Regions from separate parts of the Mus musculus genome. Here region 2 is linked to region 1. A link is a contact called in public promoter capture Hi-C data. All regions are on one chromosome and are shown on one strand. Each heading gives the region's core, a stretch centred on a gene start, on an enhancer-like site or on the middle of the called end of the contact. The rest is flanking DNA. Distances are from core to core; before and after follow the strand shown. Region 1 holds the start of Slc35a1 (solute carrier family 35 (CMP-sialic acid transporter), member 1). Region 2 overlaps Mob3b (MOB kinase activator 3B).

Evidence for each region. Promoter capture Hi-C pulls out the DNA fragments that hold promoters and counts their contacts.
Region 2: a promoter capture Hi-C map of pre-B cells shows a contact between it and region 1, with 2.1 times the contacts expected there. The contact joins the enhancer-like site here to the promoter of Slc35a1 in region 1. A contact is called at or near these places in 4 of 39 promoter capture datasets (the C10 cell line, embryonic stem cells, pre-B cells and 1 more) and 1 of 9 other capture datasets (liver).

Annotation. Positions count from the first base shown.
Region 1 is chr4:34,684,628-34,689,803 of GRCm38.p6, reverse strand. Slc35a1 (solute carrier family 35 (CMP-sialic acid transporter), member 1) reads left to right here and starts at 2,366. Exons shown (of 8, transcript NM_011895.3): 1 at 2,366-2,560. The coding sequence starts at 2,545. It overlaps Cfap206 (cilia and flagella associated protein 206), which reads left to right. Exons shown (of 13, transcript NM_001347062.1): 13 at 790-1,230. The coding sequence ends at 1,020.
Region 2 is chr4:35,138,314-35,143,489 of GRCm38.p6, reverse strand. All of the region lies in intron 1 of Mob3b (MOB kinase activator 3B), which reads left to right. Among named protein-coding and RNA genes, the nearest start is that of Ifnk, 11 kb to the left of the region's middle. Within about 2 kb of position 2,914, at least 66 of the 459 cell types and tissues checked have an H3K27ac peak or open chromatin away from gene starts, as enhancers often do. A contact at or near this core is called in pre-B cells, where this site is marked.

The DNA of each region.
Region 1 (5,176 bases), core at 1,117-3,616:
TTGGATCTATGATGGTTCAAATTCTGAATTACTTAGGTCTGCTCTCCTTCACTTTATGCTTTTCTTACCCTTTCCAAATTGTTATTATTTCTTATCTCCTCTGCTTTCTTTGTGGGGCTGAGGATGAATTTAGGGCTTTCCACGAGGTAGTCGCCTTGAGACCACGGAGTTATGGCATCTAGTCCCCATCCTCCATGGTTACTAGCCTGTGCAATCTGTCTAGTCTCATGTTTTCCAGTTATCCATGAACAGAAGTAAGCAAGATGAAAAACGAGTAAGCTGGAAACAGATTTTCATATTGTCAGCATAGTGTGACGCTCATTCTAAAAACCCACTATAAATCGTCACTTTCTCATATTGGACCGTCGCAACCCAGTCGTGTGCATTTCTCTTCAGCTCAGTCTCAGCATGTCACAGGTTTTCCCACTTTGTAAAGGATTCTTAAGTTTATTCTGTTCTTGATTAATTTTTGCCATGCAAGCTGATAAGTTCACTCCCCAGAACCTGCCATAAAAGGAGAGAATTAATACCAGGGGTTTTCCTCTCTCTTCCACATTCACACCACGGCATGCACATGCCTGCAATCATACCATACACATCCTCCTCCTCCCCCTCCTCCCCACCCTCCTCCCCACCCTCAGCCTCCCTGTCATCATCCATCCTCACCATCATAGAAAAATGCATTATTTATTTGTGAAATGGAAAGTTAATAGGCAAACATTAACTAAATGCCTGATTTTTTACATTTTTTTAGAGAAACATTATTCCCTATGTTCTCTTTCTACCTAGGCTAATTTGCGCCAGAAAATTACTCACTCCGTCCAGACTGACCTTAGCCACATGAGAAGAGATAACACCTCACAGGTGTACCCTTTGAAAGAGGCTAGCACCCAGTCCAAGAGAGAAGGCAGCAGCCGAGTGCCCAGGCCCCAGATTTTCATAGCTGGCCTTCGTGGGGGACAAAGCAAAACAACCTATGGGGTGAAGGTGAACTTAACCAGAGCGGTGGACGAAACCTAGAGATGGACGTTTACAGGAAGCTGCTCCTTAGTGGCACGGATGGAGGGTTTAAAGTGCTGTGCGTGTATAAAGCTCATTTGCGGGGCTGGCACAGTCACTGGTTGTGTGACTGTGCACTAGGGCACCGTATCCTGCCTGACTGTTATGCAAATCTAAAAGCAGTTTCTGTAGTACATTTTTCGTTTTATTAAAATTGACAAGTAAAACTCTGTCCGCGTATTTGTTTTATATTTTAGACAAAGTTTACAGCATTAAGATTGACATTGCAATGCCAGCTAGATAGTAGTATGCTTATCACTGGAATAGAGGCTGCTTCTAAAACCCTACAAAATGTTAAGCCCTGACACTCTGAAACACAACGCTCTGCTTCATTGCTATTTAGTGATAACAGATTTCTATATCATGAGCCTTGCTATCTGGAACAAGTGAAGCCTACATTCATATGCTGCCTTTTAAAAGCCAGAGAATTGATATTTATATTTGAATTTTGGGCTCATTGAAAAAAATCAGAATGTCTGATAAGACTGGCTGGCATTCCAGCTTGATCCTTTTATGCTCTGTTGTCTGCCTCAGAGCCCGCTGTGGCTTAAGCGCTTCCCACTTCCCACTCTGCGGCCTTATTTGGCTCATAAGCAGTTGGGTTTTCAGGTCCTGAGAATTCCAACTTTTTAGAGGTATAGTTTTTTTTTTTTCCTTTTCCATTTTTTATTAGGTATTTAGCTCATTTACATTTCCAATGCTATACCAAAAGTCCCCCATACCCACCCACCCCCACTCCCCTACCCACCCACTCCCCCTTTTTGGCCCTGGCGTTCCCCTGTACTGGGGCATATAAAGTTTACGTGTCCAATGGGCCTCTCTTTCCAGTGATGGCCGATTAGGCCATCTTTTGATACATATGCAGCTAGAGTCAAGAGCTCCGGGGTACTGGTTAGTTCATAATGTTGTTCCACCCGGGGTTATTTTCTAATAACATCCTCTAGTCACAGTAACCATTAGAGCGGTTGAAGTGCCTGTTAATACAATCTAATTTTTCTGAGGTCTTTTTGCTGCCTGAAGTTACCAAGTTAAGCTAGACAGTGACAGTAAGGATGATGAAGACAGACACAGTACTTCCGAGCAGTATGTAATATATACTAAATTTATCCAAGAGGTAACCATGGAAGGCCGTGATGGAGTTGAAAGTTATAAAAGTCCGAGTTCTCGGAGCCTCTCTAACGGTCTTCACACAAAGGAATAATCGAGAGCATTTCAGAATCCTTCTTGCGGGGCCCATCCTCTCGGAGGGGCTGGTCTCTAGAAGGAAACGCTCGGCCACCTTGACTCCGCCCCCCCTCGGTCGACCGGAAGCTGCGGTTTTCCGAGCCCCCGCAGGACCGAGTCTCCCAGACTTGTCGCTCCGCACGCCGCGCGGCTTCCGCCGTAGCCCCCGCTTCCTCCTCGCGCGTGTGGTGCGGCGGGCTCTCTAGGCCGGTGCGTCTCTATGGCCGCAGGGGCGTCAGTTCCGCAGACTCTCTCGGCACCATGGCTCCGGCGAGAGGTGAGGCCGGGCTGCGGGCGGTCGCTAGGGAACGGCGGCCCGGGGTGTGCTGGCCGGGCCGGCTCTGGGGGCCGAGCCCTCCCTGCAGGGAGCGGCAGCGGGCTGCACCCGCACACCGGTGCAGTGAGCCGCCCGGGCGCCGGCCAGGTCCCTGCCTGGAGCGAGGCTGTGGTTCGGAGCCCTGGGCTTGAGGGCGCGCGCTGCTCCTCCCGATGGCGAGCCGTCTGGCCAGGGCTGTGGTGGCTGTCCTTTCAGGTTTTACGTAAGCTGGCCCCAAGGCTGAGGTTTTATTCTATAGCACTGTGGCTAGGACAGGCCAAAAGGCGGTGACGATTTTGTATTTATTTATTTTTAAAGCAGGAACCAACACTACATGGTCTCATTCTATAGCCCACGTTGGCTTCAAACTCGGGGAGATTTTCCTGCCTCAGTTTTACAAGCGCTGGGATTAGTGGTCTGTGCCCTCATGCCTGGCGACAACGTCGCTTTTTTTTTTTTTTTTAATTTTGTTTGTTTGTTTTTGTTTTTTCACCATTTCCCCAATGAGCACTGGCTTTAAGTCTAAATAAATGTTGGACAAGCATTTAAAGAATATCCTTTTGCGTGGATGTGAAATTATTTATCTTTGGGGGAGGGGATTTGACATTTAACATCAGGCGCCATGTAAGTTTTCTGTGGTGGTGGATTGTCCCATATCAGATAAGTCCTGTAGCATCCGGGAAGAGGGTAATAGGAAAAGTAGGGCGATTGACAAATGAACACTTAAAAGATGCAGCAGGCAGATCGGTACCCGCAAGGGTTGTTTACAGATTTAGACTTCTTGCCAGCACATACGTTGTTACATTTGGGTGTGTTGCACTTTTTTATCCTAATGAAATACAGTTTCTATACCTCCTTACATAGAGTCATCTTAACGATTACTCACCTGCTACTTCCTGCTATGTCCAAGCTTTCAGGTATGACAGTAATAGTCCCCCTAAAATGTAACTGGAAAACAAAAGGATAACTCCAGACTGACTCTTCTGGGGGATATTCTCCACCCAGAAACAAATGCCGTGGAAGGTAACAGATTCTCCACAAAGGGGGTGCTGGATGATCAGTGGGCCAGGTTTCTAGTTAATGGCGTGATATGATTTGAATTCTTAGGATAGTTTAAAGTAGCTGCGTACCATGAATATTTATATTACCTGGGAACGTTGACATTCCTAATCAATGAAGTTTCATCCTGGAAAATGAAGAATTGTAGAAGAAATGTTTTGATCTTATGGTAAACTGAAATGTAAGTGGAAATCATGGTTACAAGGATTGGTTTTAAAAGTTGAAATGTGCTTCTAAAGTGGTATTACAGACCAAAGTCATCTATGTTTTATAGTATCCAAACTTAGACTTTTCTACTTTGATTAGTAATTATTTTCAAGAATTACATTTGCAGACCTTTTCATTATGGGTGTCTTAAACAAAACAAAACAAAACACCATGATATGGCTTATGCCTATTAATCCCAGCACTTAGGAGGCAGAGGCATGCAGAACTGTATCAAGGTCAGCTTGCTCTACATAGCAAGTACCAGGCCAGCCAGAGCTACATAGAGAGACCCTGTCTCAAGGAAAGGAAAAAAAAAAAAGTATGTTTTCTGGAGTTAAACATCTTTAGTATTTAAATTATCTTGCTTTTTTTGAACCAGGGACCTTTAACACAGCCCCCCCCCCCAAAAAAAAAGTGATTTGAGTTTTCACTTCTTAGTTATGAGAATATTGATAATTTCAGGTCATGGATGGCAGGCAGTCTTTCTGTAGAGAGCTGTTAGTCTCCGCCATAGCTGCTGAACCCTACAACTATAGGCAAGATAATTAAGGCAGATGAGCATAGCTGTCTCCTAATTACACTTTATGGACGCCAAAATTTTAACTTACTATTATTTCCATGTGTCTTGAGATAGGACTTACACATTTTTCCATTATTCTGAACCATCATATAAAACTATGGATGGTGTAGTTCTTGTACTGACGGATTAAATGTTACTGCTCCATATTTCTGGAGTCATAAACTCTTTCATAAGAAAGTTTTAGAACAATGGAAGTATTATAGTACTTCCCTCAGTGCCCTTTACATAAGCATTGCTGGTCTGGCAGATTGGACCATTTAGGAAGGAAAGATAAATAGTTATATGGCGTATTTCTTCTTCTCTGTTGTACTACTTCTTTGGTTTAAGAACTTGCTTACAACTTACAAATCCTGCTTTAATTCACCAAGGAGGAAACACTTATATGGAGACACTGCTTCCCTAGCTTCTTGTGTAATCATATTTTAAAGTATCTGTTTGAAACACCTATTTTATTTACCTATGATTAGGTATAATTACCTATGATTAGGCTTCCAAAGGAGTGAACAAAAGCACGTTTAGCACATAAGACGTCAGTTAATAACTAGCATCCCGGAGGAGTCTCTTGGCATCCTTAGGATTATGTGTAACCCGTGAACTAAGACCAGTGTTCCCAGGGGACACTTGTTACTAATCTGATGACAAAACACTAACTGTGAACACCTAGCAGATCCAATGTAAATCCATTCTCAGTAGATCTCAATGACAAGGATTAGATTCAATTATAATTAATA
Region 2 (5,176 bases), core at 1,665-4,164, 450 kb before region 1:
GTTCCAGTGTGCAATAATTTCTCGATCAATCTCTTTTTCTCTCTCTCAGAGTCTCTTTACAAGTTTGATGACTTCACGTTCAAAGCCGGTACAGCTTCACGTCTCCAAACACTATATCTAATTCAATTTTGACACACATCTCGGGATTGCCAAGTTTGTATTTTTGTTGTTGTTAAGAGTAAAACTCAGAAAAAAAGAAAAAAAAAAAGGAAACCTCAGTGTACAAAGGATCATATGAATGGCTTCAGATGGTTTTCCGTTCCCAGGTGACATGCCATTCCCATTATACAATTGGGTTTTCCCTGTTCAGCAGGACAGGGCAGTGACAGTCATTGTCAAATATGGTGATATGGTTTCTCGTGGATTGTCTCCTGTGCTAGGTCATCAAGGCTGAAAATGTGTATTGCAGACACAGCTCATCTCTCCATCTATCTTCTGTGCGGTATGATGTTTCCGATCAAGGCGTTGAAGGGGAAAGGGTGCTGGCTGAAGACTCACATTATCTCACATACCCGGGATTTTATTATACAGTTTTATAAGTTTTATGAATGAAATAAGCAGGGTAAGAGGATAACTGGGTGAAGCGAGGGGTAATCCGAGACCCAAAGAGAAACATGCTAGCCATGGAAAAGAGCTGGAAGGAAAGTATTTGGGGCAAGGACATGAAGCTTAAATGCATCAGGGAAAGAAGTTGGGATATTTAAACTAAGGAGAGAAGATGGGTTGGGGGGAGGAAGGAACTGGAGCAGGTACCAGGATGGTTGCTGTTGTGTGGGGTGTGACAGGCCAAACACTGTTCATGTTGTTACCATAAGACTGATGAAAATACATGGAAGGAATTTTGAGCAAAAGAGCTACAGGTATAGAGTGGAAAGCAATTTTAGAGAGATAATTTAAGGGGCCGTATGGGGATATTTGTGAGCAGATGTGGAAGAGAAGAGGCTAAACTGAACAGATGTGGGAGTCAGGTGAGCTCCCAGGGGTCCTGAAAAGAAAAGGGTAGGAGCAATGGTGGTAAGGGAGCCCTGAGGCATGTTTTCAGTAAGCTGCTGCTCATGTCTTTGGTCCAAGCAACTTCTGTGATCACCAAGAAGGGTTTCCAGAAGGGCCATACATAGCTATGATTCCTATGGTGACCAATCAGCGTGACTGCTTTTCAGTAGTCAGAAAAGTACTTTTATGTAGCATTAGGTCTTTAACTGGGTGATCTTAAGTTACATTTGATGCCTAATACCTTAGGCATTATTATAAATTAGTTATTTAATTGACCTTAGGTTAGTATTGGGACTTAAATTTCTTCATGTTTGACTTCAGGCTTAACTTACGCTCTTGATATTAAACCCTTGGTTGTAGTTCTTAAGTATAGACAAAGCAAATGTACGTTCTTGTATATTTTAACATTTAAACGAGGTGTTTCAGCTGTAATTAAGTCTACGGTCAAATTATAGTAGAATGTAATCACAAAATTAAGAAGTCACATAATTGGTTAAAAACATGATACTGGGCTGGAGCGATAGTCCAGCAGTTAAGAGCCCTGGTTGCATTGGACACGTAAACTCTGTATGCCCTAGTACAGGGGAACGTCAGGGCCAAAAAGGGGGAGTGGGTATGTAGGGGAGTGGGGGTGGGTGGGTATGGGGGACTTTTGGTATAGCATTGGAAATGTAAATGAGCTAAATACCTAATAAAAAATGGAAAAAAAAAAGAGCCCTGGTTGCTCTTCCAGAGGATACAGGTTCAATTCTTCTTACCCACATGCAGTCTCACAGCTGTACATCTCTACCTCCAGTTCCAGGAGATCCACTGCCCTCTTCTAGCCTCCTCAGGCCCCAAGCATACATACGTGTGGTGCACAGACAAACAAGGAGGCAAGCATCCACACAAACTAAGTAAGCAAAAGTCTTAAAGGAAGCCGGGTGTGGTGGCACACGCCTTTAATCCCAGCACTCGGGAGGCAGAGGCAGTCGGGTTTCTGAGTTCGAGGCCAGCCTGGTCTACAGGGTGAGTTCCAGGACAGCCAGGACTATACAGAGAAACCCTGTCTCGAAAAAAAAAAAAATAATAATAATAAATAAATAAATAAAAAGTCTTAAAGGAAAACGGTCCTTATTTGCTATTAAATATAAATGAGTCTATCTAACGACATCAATTTTCTCCAATTTGATTGTCAAAGAAAACCTCAGAAATGCCTCTAAGTAAGCCTGTAACTCACACTATGCGCTCATGGAACAGCTACTCAGCGGGGTTTGGCAGGACCACCATTTCCCTGAAGTTAAACTGTGGCAGCTTCCCTTGAGTCATAGAGACATCGGCTGAATGATATTTCCATATTTTTTTAAACGAGTTTTTTTTTTTTGGTTTCCTTTTCCTAAGCTTTTGGTATATTGTATAGGCTAAGTGAAACAAAACCTAGTCTACAGGAGCTGGAGATGTCTCAGTGGTAAAAATACCTATTCTTGCAGAGGACTCCCATTCAGTTGCCAGCACCCACGTGATGGTGGCTCACAGCCATCTGTAACTCCACTCCCCGGGCATCCAACTCCCGCTTCTGATGTTCAGGGGCACCAGGCATTTACCTGGTGCTCATACCAACGTATGAGCAAAACATTCATAAGCATAAAGTGAAAGTAAACGCACTTATAAATAAATAAGTAAAACGTAGTCTACGGTAAAACCTACATCTTAGAGCTTATTTTTACATGCAGGGATCTGGCTTGGCACGGTGATTACTTTTATATAAAATCTTATGACAGTCTGCAGAACCCCTAGGCTCCATTACTAGCTACTATAATAAAAAGTGAAACCAACCAACAACCAACCAAACAAACCACCACTAACAAAAACCACACTGACGGGAAGAATGGTTCAGACCCTGTAGTAGCAGTTGTAGCTTGTGTGAGTTTTTAAGCAAGGAACTGAGTTGCAGCTGGCTTTCCTCCACGTAGTGATCAGATGCAGAGCCACTCTGTCTCGTGGCTCTGTCATCTTACACAAGTTTTGCTTGTCAAGCCAAGGGAAAACACAGCGTGGGTTGAGGAGTGTGGGAGGCAGGGCTAGACGAGGTTAGACTCAGACGGTGTATCACTGCCAGTCATATCCCCTGGGCTGGAACTTACAGCTAAGTGCAAGGACTTCAGGAAATGTAGTCACCTGCATGAGAGAGGGAGACTGAACTGTTAGCCCACCTCTACCAATGCCTGCAGTCAACACGCGTGGACAGGGTCGGGAATCGGTTCAGGCTTGGGGTGGCCTGAGGGGCACACTGTAGACGCCCCGGTACAGTTTTGGAAAAGCACATCTGGGGATAATTGGAGTTGTTGGGCACAGGTAACATTCTAGTGGGGTGCATCTCCTTTTCTCGAAAGGAGAAAAAATACTATGTAAATAAAAGACTCTAGTCTAAACAAGTCATCATAAAGGATTACCTTGCCACACACAAAAAAAATATGCAAATCAGGAAGAAAGAAAGAAATAGAGGAGGGGGTATGCTTTCATTATAAGGAATCGATTTGAATTGAAAAACAAAGTAAGAGTACTATCATTTGCTTTCTCTATAATACAGCCCATATATAGGTTAGGTAACTACACTGTGTGTGTGTACATGTACATTCAAGATATAAATGATAAAAACATACTTTATTTTGTCAGTTTAAAAATAATCATAATAAAGTTACTAACAAGAAAGGAGAAAGAGAGAAAGGAGAGAGAGAGAGAGAGAGGGAGAGAGAGAGAGAGAGAGAGAGAAGAAAAAGGAAAAATGCAGACTTCATGGTCACGTAGCTCATGCACAAGGCTTGGGGTTTGATGTCCAGCAGCCATAGTCAGAAAGAGAGGCAGGAGTGGTGAACTGTATGGTTTTTATGTCACTCTGACACAGCTGTAGTCATCTGAGAGGAGGGAACCTCAATTGAGAAAATGATTCCATAAGATTGGGCTATCATCATCCTGAGTGAGGTAACCCAATCACAAAGGAACTCGAACAATATGTACTCACTGATAAGTGGATATTAGCCCAGAAACTTAGGATACCCAAGATATAAGATACAACTTGCTAAACGCATGAAATTCAAGAAGAAGGAAGACCAAAGTGTGGACACTTTACCCCATCCTAGAAATGGGAACAAAACACCCATGGAAGGAGTTACAGAGACAAAATTTGGAGCTGTGACAAAAAGATGGACCATCTAGTGATTGCCATATGCAGGAATCCATCCCATAATCAGCTTCCAAACGCTGACACCATTGCACACACTAGCAAGATTTTGCTGAAAGGACCCAGATATAGCTCTCTCTTGTGAGACTATGCCGGGGCCTAGCAAATACAGAAGTGGATGATCACAGTCAGCTATTGGATGGGTCACACGGCCCCCAATGCAGGAGCTAGAGATATTACCCAAGGAGCTAAAGGGAACTGCAACCCTATAGGTGGAACAACAATATGAACTAACCAGTACCCCGGAGCTCTTGTCTCTAGCTGCATATGCATCAAAAGATGGCCTAGTCGGCCATCACTGCAAAGAGAGGCCCATTGGACTTGCCAACTTTAGATGCCCCAGTACAGGGGAACGCCAAGGCCAAAAAGGGGGAGTGGGTGGGTAGGGGATTGGGGGGGTGGGTATGGGGGACCTTTGGGATAGCATTGAAAATGTAAACGAGGAAAATACCTAATAAAAAAAAATTAAAAAAAAAAAAAAAAAAGATTGGGCTATCCAGGCTGGGCAGTGGTGGCGCAAGCCTTTAATCCCTGCACTTGGAAGGCAGAGGCAGGTGGATTTCTGAGTTCAAGGCCAGCCTGGTCTACAGAGTGAGTTCTAGGATAGGGCTACACAGAGAAACCCTGTCTCAAAACAAAACAAAACAAAAAATTGTCACCTAATAGCATGACAACCCTTGTCTGTCAAAACAAACATTTTTGTAAGAGTTTTACAGTCTTCCCTGGCTTAGACTAAATAAGTTAAATGCATGGATCTCTCCCTCTCCCTCTCCCTCTCTCTCTCTGCTGTGCAGGGCCTTTTTTCATGAGCTCAGTAGGACACTGGAACCTGCGTCAAAGACCCAACCCTGTGACTGTGAGACCTCTCACGCATGGTTCCAGGGAGTGGCTGGGATCACTTCTGCCTTATGTGGCAGGCCAAATGGGCACCGCCACTCAGTGAGGTGAGCCAAGACTAGGTCT